Linked DNA regions of Pan troglodytes: region 2 is linked to region 1. The links are chromatin contacts, called in public Hi-C maps. All regions are on one chromosome and are shown on one strand. The core of a region is the stretch at or near the end of the contact, and the rest is flanking DNA. Distances in the headings are between cores, read along the strand shown. Region 1 overlaps CDIP1 (cell death inducing p53 target 1). Region 2 overlaps MGRN1 (mahogunin ring finger 1).

Region 1 (7,463 bases), core at 3,421-5,920:
TGTGCCCCGCATTGGGTTCCAGACTGTCATATGGGGTTGGGGTGGGGGCCTTGGTCCCATGAGAAAAGTGCCCCTGGAGCCACTCTGAGGGAAAAGCTGGGCTTTTCTCCACACTCCATTCCTTCTTGACGTTAAGCTCTGGCTCTCTGCTGGGTACAGTGGCTCATGTCTGTAATCCCAGCACTTTGGGAGGCCGAGGCAGGTGGATCACTTGAGGCCAGGAGTTTGAGACCAGCCTGGCCAACATGGTGAAACCCTGTCTCTACTAAGAATACAAAAATTAGCCGGGTGTGGTGGCGCGTGCCTGTACTCCCAGCTACTTGGGAGGCTGAGGTGGGAGAGTCACTTGAACCTGGGAGGCGGAGGTTACAGTGAGCCGAGATCGTCCCACTGTACTCCAGCCTGGGTGACAGAGCGAGACTCTTTACCCCACCAAAAAAAAAAAAAAATTGGTTCTCATGGCTTAGATAGAATAACATAGTGGTGTGAAGGAAGCAAAAGTATGCGTGTTCCAAAGACTTCACCATGCCATTCCTTTAAGAAACAAAAGCTTCCTTGTGTGTTAAATAATTCACTACATAAAAATGGACCATAGGATTGGGTCTTTGGGGTTGGGGGTTGTCACTTGAGCCTCTGCATCCAGCTGCTCGGATGTGGTGTGCTCAGGCATAGCTGGCCTCCTGTCACCTCCACAGCTGGCCACCACGGCACTTTACTTCACATACTCAGCCCTCGAGGAGGAAATGGAGCGCAACAAGGACCATCCAGCCTTTGCCCCTTTGTACTTCCCCATGGAGCTGCACCGGAAGGAGGCGCTGACCAAGGACATGGAGTATTTCTTTGGTGAAAACTGGGAGGAGCAGGTGCAGTGCCCCAAGGCTGCCCAAAAGTATGTGGAGCGGATCCACTACATAGGGCAGAACGAGCCGGAGCTACTGGTGGCCCATGCATACACCCGCTACATGGGGGATCTCTCGGGGGGCCAGGTGCTGAAGAAGGTGGCCCAGCGAGCACTGAAACTCCCCAGCACAGGGGAAGGGACCCAGTTCTACCTGTTTGAGAATGTGGACAATGCCCAGCAGTTCAAGCAGCTCTACCGGGCCAGGATGAACGCCCTGGACCTGAACATGAAGACCAAAGAGAGGATCGTGGAGGAGGCCAACAAGGCTTTTGAGTATAACATGCAGGTACTACTGGGGGCTGCCAGCTGCTAGGGCTGAAGAGGGAAACTTTGACAGTGGTAGCAGATCCATAGTGGCCCAGGAAGGCACACATGGCATTAGGACAGATGAGCTGCAGGGTGCCGAGAGGAAGGTGGCCACCAGATTGGCCACCATAGCTTGTGGGCCCAGTGGGTGGTTCCCAGCATGGAGGCCTGGTGTGATAGATGCCAGTGGGTAGTGTTTTGGGAAGGGTAAGTCCTCTCGCACATAGAGGGGTCTGGAAGAATGGAGCTGGCTTCCTCCCTCATTGCAGGATGCTGGTCTTGAAGAATGGTTAATTTTCTTTTCAAGTTTTGCTCTGAAAAGCCCTGCTTTATAAGTTAATAGAGAGCCAGTGCCACCAAGGAGAGTAAATAAGCTCTGTTTACAAGTAGCCTTTAGATGAGGCTGAACCTGGGGAAGCTTACTCTGTCCCCAGGTCCTGTCAGCTTCTACTGAGGCCTCCCAGGGCACTCAGGATGAGTATGCCCTGCCACAGTCTCATTCTCCCATGTTCCAGGTTTTCTGTTGCTTCTTGATAAAAAAATAACCAGCACCTAGAAATGGGGATGTACTCATGCCCTCCTGTCCGTGCTGTGGTAGTTTCAGTGGCTTGAGCCACCTCAGAGAAGGCTAGGCATGGGGGTACATCTCTGGTCAGTTCCCAGGGGAGACCCAGCATTTGGCAGCCTTCTTGGGGTACCAACATCCACACCTCCCCAGAGCTCATGCTAGGGAGGGAGGAGCATCAGGCAGTGCAGCTGCCGCCCACCAGTGCTGCTTGCTGTGTAGTTGGCACACCTGAGCAAGCTCACCTGCTCCAGCTCTCTCTCTCTGGAGGGCGTCCTCTAAAAGGAGAGTGTAGCCAGGCGCAGTAGCTCATGCCTGTAATCCCAGCACTTTGGGAGGCTGAGGCAGGGGGATTACTTGACCCCAGGAGTTGAAGACCAGCCTGGGCAACCAAGGTGAGACACCATCTCCCCACAAAATTTAAAAATTAGCCAGGTATGGTGGTACACACACGTAGGAGGATAAGGTGGGAGGACCACTTGAGCCTAGGAGTTTGAGGCTGCAGTGAGTTAGCCATGTTCATAACACTGCACTCCAGCCTGGGCAACAGAGACCTCATCTCAAAAGACATTTAAAAAAAAAAAAAAAGTATGGGCAGCCCAGAGATGGCTCAGTCGATCCTCTGCTCCTGCAGATATTCAATGAACTGGACCAGGCCGGCTCCACACTGGCCAGAGAGACCTTGGAGGATGGGTTCCCTGTACACGATGGGAAAGGAGACATGCGTAAATGCCCTTTCTACGCTGCTGAACAAGACAAAGGTAGGTCTGTGTGTCCTGACCTCCCCTCCTGGGGAAGGTGTAGCAGGAGACTCCACTGATGCCATGTCTCCTATTGGTGCTGCCACACAGGTGCCCTGGAGGGCAGCAGCTGTCCCTTCCGAACAGCTATGGCTGTGCTGAGGAAGCCCAGCCTCCAGTTCATCCTGGCCGCTGGTGTGGCCCTAGCTGCTGGACTCTTGGCCTGGTACTACATGTGAAGGACCCATCATGCCACACCGGTACCCTCCTCCCGACTGACCACTGGCCTACCCCTTTCTCCAGCCCTGACTAAACTACCACCTCAGGTGACTTTTTAAAAAATGCTGGGTTTAAGAAAGGCAACCAATAAAAGCCAGATGCTAGAGCCTCTGCCTGACAGCATCCTCTCTATGGGCCATATTCCGCACTGGGCACAGGCTGTCACCCTGGGAGCAGTCGGCACAGTGCAGCAGGCCTGGCCCCCGACCCAGCTCTACTCCAGGCTTCCACACTTCTGGGCCCTAGGCTGCTTCCGGTAGTCCCCGTTTTTGCAGTACATGGGTGACTATCTCCCCTGTTGGAGGTGAGTGGCCTGTAAGCCCAAGCTGTGGGAGGGGGCCTTGCTGGATGCTGCTGTACAACTTCTGGTCCTCTCTTGGACCCTGGGAGTGAGGGTGGGTGTGGGTGGAAGCCTCAGAGGCCTTGGGAGCTCATCCCTCTCACCCAGAATCCCTCTAACCCCTTGGGTGCGGTTTGCTCAGCCCCAGCTTATCTCCTCCGCGCTGTGTAAATGCTCCAGCACTCAATAGTGGGCTTTGCAAGCTACCTCCTTCCCTGCCTCCTGGCACCGGGTGGGTCAAGCCACCTCCCCATAGGAGAGTCCCTCAGAAGCAAGGGCATGTTATGTCTGTGTGGGGAGTGGACATCGTCCATCATGGCTCCCAGCAGCCACCTCCTGCTCTTGGTCTACTCTCCAGCACCTCTAGTCTCCAAAGCAAAGTCACTCTAACCGTCTTGCAAAGATCTTTAAAGTGTATCCAGCACTGCTATTTTTTAGCTCAGAAATACCTTAGAGGTTTCCTACTTAAAAGGTTTTTTTAAAATATATATATATATTTAAAAATAAGGGTTTTAAAAAAGCACATATTTGTATTTAAACAATTCATTCTCTAAAAGAGAAACGTGAACTTAAATAATTTTATTAATAGGAATCTACTACCTGTAAAAGTTTTATTTCAAAAAGGGTTAAAAAGTAGGGAAACTCTTTAAACTACTGACCAAGACTGCCACCTTCATAATTCAGATGAGTTAGTGCAGAGATGGCCAGGGCCAGAGGTGGCCCAGAACCTGCGTGTGCAGACTGCGCTCTGTTAGTCTTCTGCCTGTCAGCCTCGGCCGAGTCTGTCTTGCTTAAGGGTGCGCCTCCCCAGGGCTGGATGATGCTGTGCTCAAGCCTGCGGGTAGGAGGGCTCCAGCTTGCAGATCCCATGCGTGGATGCCATATATAGATGGTTGAAACCAGCATCAGAGGAAGGAAGGTGACCTTACAGCCACTGCCGAGACCAACGTGTGCCCTGGCCCAGTCACAGCTGGAAATCCCAGGGCTGGTCTACACCCGACTCTGGTTTCGTTTAATTAGGTCCTTACGTGTTGGTGTTGTCCCAGGCAGTTGGCATGGCATCAGCACTGAGGGTGTGAGACCCTGAGGACTCAGCCTCCCGTCCTGCCAGTAGACTGCCTGCAGCCCCACCCTCTTTCCCTCAAAAAAGAAGGAAGCCAGGCAAGAGAGCAGAGGCCCAGGGCGGGGGAGTGAAAGGGCCAATTTAATGAGAAACTACAAACTGAGACTGGGCCACGATTCACAGTGACAGGAGGCCATGCAGTGGCAGTGCGAGACCAGGAAGGACAGTGGCAGGATACAGCGGTCCAGGTGAGCAAGTTCACAAACCATTCAGGAAATAAAGACAGGGCGAGGCTGGTGTCCACCAAGGCAGTTCTACCACTTGTGGCTGCTCCTTCCTCGTCCCTAGCCCAGTGTGCCTGCAGGAGCAGGTGTGAGCAGGCACAGCAACAGCCTGTCAGCTGGGGCGAGGGGCCTGGCACTTACAGGGAAGAAAATCCATGGAGAAGGCTCTGCACATCCAAGCGCACCCACAAGGGGGACCCTCTGCCATCTCTTGCCCAGTTGGGACACACCAGCCACCAGGCAGAGGTCATACCCACACGCAGTGAGGACACAGGGCAGACGGGAAGGGGCTAGGCTCAGGGGCTCCTTCCGGCCCCAGCAATACAGGGTTCACAGAGGCATGGCCTGAAAGGGGGTCTGCACACTGACTCAAAGGGACAAGTTCCTTCTTAGCTACCAGGGTCTGATCATTCACCCAGGTACAGTGTCCTCTCTACCTGACACCAGGCAGCTCTCGGGCACTGGGACAGGGTATTAGACATCCTGGGCTTCTATACCTGAGAGTTCTGAGGGCCAGAGTTGGCAGTTTTACTTCCAGCCACCATGCCCCACCTCTAGCACCCCAGAGGCGCAATGTACCCAGAAACAAACCCAGGCTTTGTGACCCTGTCCTACGTGGGCCCACCTGACTCCAGACAACTTACCCATTCTCGGCCCAGCAGGTCAGAAACGCCTGTGGCCACAGGCCTGGGGACTAACTGGCTACTGCTCTGGCTGCTGTTGGTCCCAGGGGGAAAGAGTCTGGACTGAACCTGTACCTTGTTTGGAAACAGAGGAATCAGGACCCCAGCAGGAGACCCCTCCCAGCTTATCTTCCCGATCACACACACCAAGCAGACCAACAACACACAAGCTCATTGCCAGCCCCCTGCCACCCACTGACCCTTGGCCTTAAATCCCAACAGAATTTTTGCCAGAAGAGTCAGCTGCTCAGGTAGGGCAGGGTGAAGAGGACAGGACTTCTAGGGGATGGTGGCACGGCTCCCAGCCCCAAGTGGGAGCGGGAAAGTGACCACTGAGCGCAGGGAGCAAAGCACAGGGGGCCAGACTGACAGGCAGGGGAGTCCCGAGTCCCAGCTCCGTTAGCACAGGCGCTTGTACGTGTAGATGTAGGCTTTGCAGCTGGGGCATGTGTGCGTCACATCCTTGAAGTCATTGATGAGGCAGGGGATCAGGCAGCAGCCCAGATCACATCTGAATCAGAGACAGGGAAGAACAGGCTGAGGCCTGCTGCGGAGGAGGCAGAGGCAGCCAGTTGACCCTGGTGCAGCCCCCACCCTACCAATGCCCACACCACCTACCCCATGAAGCAACAGAAGAAACCCAGCACGAAATTCATCAAGCCAATCTCGTAGGAGATCTTGGTGGTGATGGCCTGCTGGCAGTGGGGACACACCGTCTGCACAGGCGCTCCCTCAAAGATCTCTCCCTGCAGCACTGTCACCGTGGTGGCAGCTCCTGAAGGGACCAGGACTGTGGCTGTGTGGCCCCCAGGGCCAGGGTAGGGCCCTGGCGTGTAGGGCCCTGGGGGGTAGTAGCCCATGGGTGGGTGGGGGCCTGGAGGAGGGTAGAAACCTGGAATGGCACAGAAGATGGAGGCGAGAGGTCACTGGCCTGCCACCTGCACCAGACAAAGAGATTGGCGCAAAGCCCCACGGTCCACAGCGCCCAGCGTGCAAGGCTACGCCTCAGACTTCCTACCGCCCTCCTAATGGGCCAGTGGGAGGCCTTACAGCTGGGGCCCTAAGTCAAGTGGGGCCACATTCTCCCAGCCCTTCCTGGTCCCCACCCCTTGGGGCCCATGACAGATGTGGCAGAGAGCCAGGCACATGGCCCGGTCCCTCTGCTCCTCTGTCTGTCTCCAGCATGCAAGGACAGGGCACTCAGCCTCAAGCCCATGACCAAGGGAGGGAAAGCCTTGCGGGTCACCCACCCCTCTGCTGCACACAAGGCGCCCCTCCCCACCCATGTCAGGTCCTGGTGTGCCAAGGACCAGCCCTTCCTGACCAGCCTGAATAAGAGCAGTCCCACCTTCCCACGTCCACAGTCCCTGTCCACACACAGCCTGAGCCCTAGGCAAGGGCTGGTTGGGCGTGTTGGAGTCCCTGCCCTACAGCAGATGCCCACCTGTACTGAGGACAGCCAGCGCAGGCCAGACAGCAGCCAGGAGTTCCCCATGCTCCCCTCAGATCCCTTCCCCACTCACCCGGAGGCATGTAGGTGCCATCTGCACTCATGTGTGGGGGGATGAAGCCAGGCTGGGGCATTGGGTGACCCGGCGGCTCATAGGGTGGGGGGCCAATGTCCGCAGGGGGCAGTGGCATGCCTGGAGGGGGCTGCATCACAGCTGGGGAGGAACGGCCTGGACAGAGAGAGGCAGAAAGAGGAGACTGAGCTGGAGCCTCTGCACGATGAGCTGGACCAGAGGCCACTGTTTTGGGACACAGATGGAGCCCAGGGGTAACCCTGGAGTGGGCATCACCACTTAGAGAGTCCCAACCATGCCATGGGGGCAGGGGGCTGCAATATGGAGCCTCAGGAACAGTGACCCCCTACCTGGGGTGGGCGGGGCTCCACTTTTCTCTTCCAGAAGTGGGGCTGTGGGGCCCCCAGGATAAGGAGGGGGAGGCTCGTTGGACATCTTCGCTGCTTCTCCTGGACATGGAGGGAAAACCCAGACATGAACTAAGCTCCCAGCCAGGTTCCTTCTCCTTCAGCCCTGGGGGGTGGCCAAGATGCTGCACAAGGCGTGTGACCATCCTCAGAAGGGTCTGCCTCCAGGCACTGGGGATCCCCCACCTTTCCCAGGGCCACCTAGCCCAGAGCCACCATCCTCACCTCTCAGTAGTCACCTGCTCTTCCCTGTTTGGAAGCTGGAGGGCAAGGACAGAACCCAGGAAGCAGGGCCCAGTGAGGTAAAGTCCCCCAAGGAGCCTAACTCAGCAATTGCCCCACACGAGAGCAGTTTGGCACCGAGCTCTCCCC
Region 2 (7,384 bases), core at 3,748-6,247, 160 kb after region 1:
CTTTGCAATGTGGTCAGCGTGAGGCTTTTTGGTTGCGAGTGGGTGGCAGGACAGAATCAGCTTGGAGACATTGCTTTGGCGTCTTTGAAACCAGAGAGGCTTCATGTCTTGTGGAAGGAGGGTCTGGAAAGCAGTGGGCACTTAGGCTGCTGTCTGGTGCCTTCAGGCGTCAGCTCCTGCTTTCCTCGTGGGGCTGGTGGTGGTGGAGCCAAGTGGTGTTGGGGGTGGTGAGGTGGTCAGGGGGTGGTGGTTGGGCCTGTGGGTTGGCTTCAGGCCCCCAGTAGTGGGGAGAGCCACCGGCTCCAGCCCTGTTCCAGGTGCTGCTGGTTGGGTGGGGGCAAGCAGCAGGTTTTTCCTGCCCTTCTCCTGGCCCCCAGGGGTTGAGTTGGACTGACCCCTGGGATGGAAGCCTGGTAAGTTGGAGGCGGGGCTAGGCCAGGTGGGTATGGAGGAGCCCTCATATGGCAGTTGGCGAGGGCCCAGTGAGCCCCTCTCTGCTCTCCAGGTGGACCGGGTCAGCTACCTCCTGCAGGAGATCTATGGCATCGAGAACAAGAACAACCAGGAGACCAAGGTGTGTACCTGGGTGAGGTTTCCCTCTGCCGTTACAGAAGCCCACACCAGGAGCAGCCGCGGACAGCAATGCTTGCCGGTTCCCTTCCATGCCTTCCCCTGGAGTCCTAGACCCGCTAGACAACATCATTTTTCCTTAATTTTTTTTAAAGCTAACAGTTTAGGGAACATTTTATCCTTTCTCCAGCAAATTCACTGGCTTCTGATGTAAATTGCCATCCAGGTTCCCCAGGGCAGCCCAGGAATGGGGGCCAGTGTCTCACCCTCTAGGCTCAGGTGTGTGGCACCCTGCTGCCCGGCTCCTGCCCGCCTCCCCAGAGACAGCACGTCCGTGCAGCTCCTGGGGGAGGGATGCTTATTCTGTATGTCCATAGAACCAGCCCTGGTGCCTGACAAATAAGCCGTGGTGTACCCCAGTCAGGGAATGTAGCAGGGGATGAAATTAGTTTTTTTGTTTTTGTTTTTTGAGTCAGTCTCACTCTGCTGCTCAGGCTTTAATGCAGCAGGGAGATCTTGGCTCACTGTGGCCTCCGCCTCCCGGGTTCAAGCGATTCTCCTGCCTCAGCCTCCTGAGTAGCTGGGACCACAGGCACACGCCACCACACCCGGCTAATTTTTTGTATTTTAGTAGCGACGGGGTTTCACCATGTTGGCCAGGATGGTTTTGATCTCCTGACCTTGCGATCCACCCTCCTCGGCCCCCCAAAGTGCTGGGATTACAGGCGTGAACCACTGCGCCCGGCCTAATTTTTAATTTTTGTATTTTTAGTAGAGATGGGGTTTCACTATGTTGGCCAGGCTGGTCTCAAACTTCTGATCTCAAGTGATCTGCCCGCCTCAGCCTCCCAAAGTGCTGGGATTTCAGGCCTGAGACCACCACGCCTGGTCGATGAACTTGTTAAAAGGCACACTGACATGAGTGAAACTCCTGCCTCTTAAGATCTCTTGGAAAGTCTCACAGGCCCGCTTCATTATGGCATCTGGGCCCAGGACAACTGGAGCAGCTCCACGTGGCAGGAGCGGAGCACCTGGCCGGGCCTCGCCTCAACCCAGGGAAGTCAGTGCATTCATGTTTCATACCAGGGGGCGGCCCACTTTGAGAAAAGGTCCAGAGAGGGAGTGTTTTCAGCCGCCCGGGCATATGGTCTCTGTTGCACTGACTCCACGCTGCCGTTACAACAGGAGCAGCGGGGACCGTATAAAAATGAGTGGGTGTGGCGGTGTTCCAGTAAGATTTTATTTATAGAAACAGGCCACAGCCCTAGTTTGTGGACACCTGTTTTAGATTTTTGGCTTTCTTTTGGTCCAGTTGCTAATGTGGTTTCTGGTAGCTGCCAATAATGAAAATATTTTTAACATATTAACTTGTTTTTTGTTTTTGTTTGTTTGTTTGTTTTGAGACGGAGTCTCGCTCTGTTGCCCAGGCTGGAGTGCAGTGGCAGCGATCTTGGCCCACTGCAAGCTCCGCCTCCTGGGTTCACGCCATTCTCCTGCCTCAGCCTCCTGAGTAGCTGGAACTACAAGCGCGTGCCACCATGCCCGGCTAATTTTTTGTATTTTTAGTAGAGACGGGGTTTCACTATGTTAGCCAGGATGGTCTCGATCTCCTGACCTCGTGATCTGCCCGCCTCAGCCTCCCAAAGTGCTGGGATTACAGGCGTGAGCCACCGCGCCTGACCATTAACTTGGTTTTTTTTAAACCAAAGATACGGGTACCCTGACCCTCAGGAAGATGTGTTTCTTAGGTGCATCTCTTCCTCATTTTTTCTTTAGGTCTGAAGAACAGAAAGAGACCATGTTCTCATGATTTGGGTGGGTGAGGGGCACAGACCCTCCCCCTCTGCCAGGTGCTGAGTTTGCACTGGATTTGAGCCTGGTGATTCTGCTCTGGGGCAACCTCCCCCTGCCCTCTGGACTTCTCTTTGTCATGACAGCCCCCAGGGTAGGGTGGAGTGGGGTGGGACAGCTGGGGACAGGAAGCAGGAGCCGTGCTCTGGCCTTTGGGAGGCTGCTGACCCACAAGCCCTTGTACCGGCAGCCCTCGGATGACGAGAACAGCGACAACAGCAACGAGTGTGTGGTGTGCCTGTCCGACCTGCGGGACACGCTGATCCTGCCCTGCCGCCACCTGTGCCTCTGTACCTCCTGCGCCGACACGCTGCGCTACCAGGCCAACAACTGCCCCATCTGCCGGCTGCGTGAGTTCCCTGGCCGGCTGTTTGGTGGAAGGTTCCGGAAATTAGGGACTGGCCACACCACGGTGGTCCTGGGCTAGGGGGACACGGGTCCCTTGATGGCTAAGAAAGAAGAGTTGTCATTCATCTAGTCTGTGCTGAACGTGGGCGTGTTGGCTGTCGGAGTCGATCACCGTGAGAGCTGGCAGGGACGCTAGCACGGGGCATTCAGATCTTCACGTCTGCCTCCAGCCAGACAAGGCTTGCAGAACAAAGGGCTACAGAGGCGCTCCAGGGCAGATGAACTGAACGAAAATTGATCAGTGAATGAAATCTTTATTCTTGTTTTATTTTTATTATTTTTTGTTTGAGACAGTTTCGTGCTGTCGCCCAGGCTGGAGTTCAGTAGCGAGTTCTCAGCTTACTGTAACCTCTGCCTCCTGAGTTCAAGCAATTCTCCTGTCTCAGCCTCCCTAGTAGCTGGGATTGCAGGCAACTGCCACCATGGCCAGCTAATATTTTACTTTTAGTAGAGATGGGGTTTTGCCATGTTGGCCAGGCTGGTCTTGAACTCCTGGCCTCAAGTAATCTGCCTGCCTCAGCCTCTCAAAGTGCTGGTGTTACAGGCGTGAGCCACCATGCCTGGCTATTTTATTTTATTTTTTTTGAGATAGAGTCTCGCTCTGTCACCCAGGCTGGAGTGCAGTGTTGCAATCTCAGCTCACTGCAACCTCCGCCTCCCGGGTTTAAGCGATTCTCCTGCCTCAGCCTCCTGAGTAGATGGGATTACAGCCCTGCACCACCATGCCTGGCTAATTTTTGTGTTTTAAGTAGAGATGGGGTTTCACCATGTTGGTCAGGCTGGTCTGGAACTCCTGACCTCGTGATCTGCCCGCCTTGGCCTCCCAAAGTGCTGGAATTACAAGCGTGAGCCACCGCTTTTTAATTAATTACTTACTTTATTTATTTATTTTGAGACAGAGTCTTAACTCTGTTGCCTAGGCTGGAGTACAGTGGCAGGATCTTGGCTCACTGTAACCTCTGCCTCCCAGGTTCAAATGATTCTTGTGACTCAGCCTCCTGAGTTGCTGGGATTACAGGCGTGTGCCATCATGCCCGGCTATTTTGTGTATTTTTAGTAGAGATGGGGTTTTACATTGTTGCCCAGTCTGGTCCGAAGCTCCTGACCTCAAGTGATCTGCCTGCCTTGGCCTCCCAAAGTGCTGGGATTACAGGCAGAGCCACAGGGCCCGGCCTTGTTTTTAAAATTTTTTTTGTAGAGACAGGGTCTTGTTATGTTGCCCAGCCTCGTCTCAAACTCTTGGGGTTAAGTGGTCCTCGTGCCTCCTAAAGTGTTGGGATTATGGGCATGAGCCACCATGGCCAGCTCAGATCTTTATTTTAAAGGTAAAATAGAAAATATTTCAATAAATTTTTAGCATAACGCTGGTTGCAGATCACACCTATAATCCCAGCACTTTGGGAGGTCAAGGCAGGAGGATCGCTTGAGCCCAAGAGTTCGAGACCAGCCTGGGCAACATGGCGAAACCCCATCTGTACAAAAAGTTAAAAGTTAGCCAGATGTGTTGGCTATAGTACCAGTGACTTGGAAGGCTGAGGCGGGAGGATCGGCTGAGCCTGGGAGGTTGAGGGTGCAGTGAGCTGTGATTGTGCCACCACTGCACCCCCGCCTGAGAGACAGGGGAAGACCCTGTTTCGAAAAAAAAAAAAAAAATTATAGCGAGGTGAAAACAAAGTATGCTGGGTAGAAAATTGACCAAGGAATTAAATTGGGTTTTCTAGAGCATTCCAGACATTTCCTCAGTGAAAAGCCGTCTCGTAGGGCCCCGTTCTGAGTGTCTTCCAGTAGAGGGAACAACCTGAATGTTCTCAGGGTGAAAAAACGACCAGGTCAAAGTGCGCATCCCACTGGCAGGCCCTTGCCCTGGATCCTGGAATCCCTGGCCTGGGTCCTGGCGGTGGGGCCGGAGCATAGTTGGGGATTTGCCTGCGCAGCTGCAGGACACATGCGCTTAGTAGGCCAGCAGACCTCCAAGCCGGGCGTGGGGCTGTGCGAGGACGCTGGTCTGTGCAGTCAGGCCATGGGGTCACTGATGTGTCCAGTTCCCAGGAGTAAGTGAAGAGGCTGCTGGGGCCTGGAGGGAGAGGCCGGCCGCCCAGCCTGTGGCAGATCCTGTAGCAGGGAGGGCCGGCCCAGGCTGTCTGTCGGCCTCTGGCCTCTCCTGTCTGAAAGCCACAGAGTTGCGGGGGCAGGGACCAGGAAGTGGGGGCAGGGGTGGGCTCTCTAGGAAGGTTCTCTGTGCCTGCCCAGGAGGCAGGCAGTGTTGAGGACTGAGCCTCAGGGAGGCTGTGTGGCTGGAGATACAGCAGGGCTGCTTTCCAGGGAGGGTGCCCTGAACCGAGTCCAATTCTGGAATCTTCAGGTGTGTGGGGTCGGTGGGTCGGGGCCATCAGACTGGAGTTCAGAGCTCCCGTGTGGCTTTTAGCCTCAAGGACGTGGCGGTAGAGGGGCCCCTCCCAGGCGGCCGAGGGCAGAGCCTGCTATTCTCAGTAGAAATTGACACAGAGGAGGCCTGAGGCCCTGTCCCTGGGCTGACGGCAGATGCTCTCTCCTGTTTTGGTTTGTTGGAGGTGGCTAGTTTGGTTTGGTGGTTTGGTGGTTCGGTTTCCTGGCCTGCACACGTCACTAAAGGTGTCTCAGGAACATTCTACAGCAGCCTGTGGGGCCCTTGTGTGAACAGGACTGGCCCTGTGGGATGACAGGGCATCCTAGGTCCTGATTTATCTTCTCTGCTCCCAGTGGCTGTTGTCTGTGCCCCTCAGCTTCCCCAGCGTGACGTTTTTGCCTCAGTTTCCCCGGCGTGAGTCCCCACTTCAGCTTCCTCAGCATGATGTCCTTGCCTCAGTTTCCACAGCATGACATCCCCACCTCAGCTTCCCCAGTGTGATGTCCCCGCCTGCCATCCTGTCCTGCAGCCAAGAGCTCCTCTGGGCTCAGCCAGGACTACTGATTTGCAGTCACGTCCTGTCTCGGGTGCAGCCTGGAGCTTCAGGGGTGTGATGCTTTGGGGGTCATGGCCACCAGCCTCTTGGAAACACCCTCTGGAGCCCCGCCTTGGGCAGCACTGCATGGCCTTGCTGTGTTTCCTGCCCGGGGCCATTTCATTAATACTGTGTTTGCGGGAGTTCTGTCTCTCGTCTTTGGAGCCCCCTCTCCCTCTATTTCTGTAAAGGGAGCTACTTCTTTCTTTCTTCCCCCATCTTTCCTGCCTATTAAATTCCTGCTCCTTAAAACTAAAAGAAAAAAAAAGACCGTTGTGATCTGGAAGCGGGGTCACCCCAGGACCCCTATGGTGTATGGGGGGGTGTTGATCCCTGGGGCTTGGAGGGTCCCCTCGGGGCTGGGTGTGTCGCCTGGGCCTGATCTGAGCCCTCCTTCTGCCGCAGCGTTCCGGGCCCTCCTGCAGATCCGGGCGGTGCGGAAGAAGCCAGGAGCCCTGTCCCCCGTGTCCTTCAGCCCCGTCCTGGCCCAGAGCCTGGAGCATGATGAGCACTCTGTAAGTGCCGCCTCCTGCCTGCGGGATGGGCGGGAGAGGGGCATGAGTGCCTGGGCCAGGCTCAAGGCCCAGACGGTCCAGCCAGCAGCCCCGTGTTCTCTTCTGTCCAGTGGGCAGGCATGGCCCCCATGGATGGCTGTGAGGCATGAAGGGGGTGGCCAGGCTGGGCCCTGGGGTGCCGCTGCTGGGAACAGCGCTGCTGCCATCAGTACCAGAGCCTGCCACAGGGCTGAGCGCGGTCGAGGTCTCGGTGGAGCCAGGTGCTTTTTTTTTTTTTTTTTTCTTTTTGAGGCAGGGTCTCGGTCTGTCACCGAGGCTGGTGTGCACCCAAAGTGGTGCAATGTCAGCTCACTGCAGCCTCGACCTCCCGCCTCAAGCAATTCCCCCATTTCAGCCTCCCAAGACGCTGTGACCACGGGCGTGTACCACCACGCCGAGCTAATGTTTTGTATTTTTAGTAAGGTGGGGTTTCCCATGTTGCCCAGGCTGGTCTCAAACTCTTGGGCTCAAGTGCTAGTCCTGCCTCAGCCTCCCAAAGTCCTGGGATTACAGGCCTGAGCCACCGCCTCCACCCCGTGGTTCTTAGTGAATGAGCCATGCTGTTTCCCCCATGAGCTGCTGTGCAAGGGGCACTGGTGACTCTCCTCCCACGCTCCAGGCCCACCAGGCTCCCTCAGTGGGGACCTTAAGGGCAGACCCTGCTTCAGCAACACAAGGGAGGTGGAACCCTGGCTTCAAGGACCCAAAGAGAGACAGAGACATGGAGAGAGATGCACAGAGAAACACAGAGACAGGGCGAGAGAGAGGTGGAGAGACACAGGGAGAGGCAGAGACAAATGTGGAGAGACACAGAGACAGGATGAGAGAGATGTGGAGAGACAAAGGGAGAGACAGAGAAAGATGTGGAGAGACATAGGGAGAGACTGATGGAGAGATAGGAAGAGACAGACAGATGTGGAGAGACGGAGAGACAGATGTGGAGAGACACAGGGAGAGACAGAGACGGGGATGGGTGGCAGGGGCTGTGGTGGGCAGGGAGCAGAATGGGGGAGTTGGACA

What was found. A called contact is a pair of places that touch in the nucleus more often than the background predicts.
Region 2: a contact with region 1 is called in a Hi-C map of induced pluripotent stem cells, with 2.1 times the contacts expected there. The contact joins two enhancer-like sites. A contact is called at or near these places in 2 of 7 Hi-C or Micro-C datasets (induced pluripotent stem cells and stem cell-derived neural progenitor cells).

The regions. Positions count from the first base shown.
Region 1 is chr18:7,156,216-7,163,678 of NHGRI_mPanTro3-v2.0_pri, forward strand. It overlaps CDIP1 (cell death inducing p53 target 1), which reads right to left. Exons shown (of 6, transcript NM_001243097.3): 3 at 7,035-7,133; 4 at 6,685-6,840; 5 at 5,780-6,053; 6 at 3,665-5,672. The coding sequence starts at 7,119. The coding sequence ends at 5,561. It overlaps HMOX2 (heme oxygenase 2), which reads left to right. Exons shown (of 6, transcript XM_001168788.7): 4 at 696-1,187; 5 at 2,407-2,533; 6 at 2,624-2,897. The coding sequence ends at 2,751. Among named protein-coding and RNA genes, the nearest start is that of CDIP1, 28 kb to the right of the region's middle. Within about 2 kb of position 4,671, at least 7 of the 24 cell types and tissues checked have an H3K27ac peak or open chromatin away from gene starts, as enhancers often do. A contact at or near this core is called in induced pluripotent stem cells, where this site is marked.
Region 2 is chr18:7,318,759-7,326,142 of NHGRI_mPanTro3-v2.0_pri, forward strand. MGRN1 (mahogunin ring finger 1) reads left to right here. Exons shown (of 17, transcript XM_024349741.3): 9 at 506-574; 10 at 2,612-2,771; 11 at 6,216-6,325. Among named protein-coding and RNA genes, the nearest start is that of NUDT16L1, 19 kb to the right of the region's middle. Within about 2 kb of position 4,998, at least 3 of the 24 cell types and tissues checked have an H3K27ac peak or open chromatin away from gene starts, as enhancers often do. A contact at or near this core is called in induced pluripotent stem cells, where this site is marked.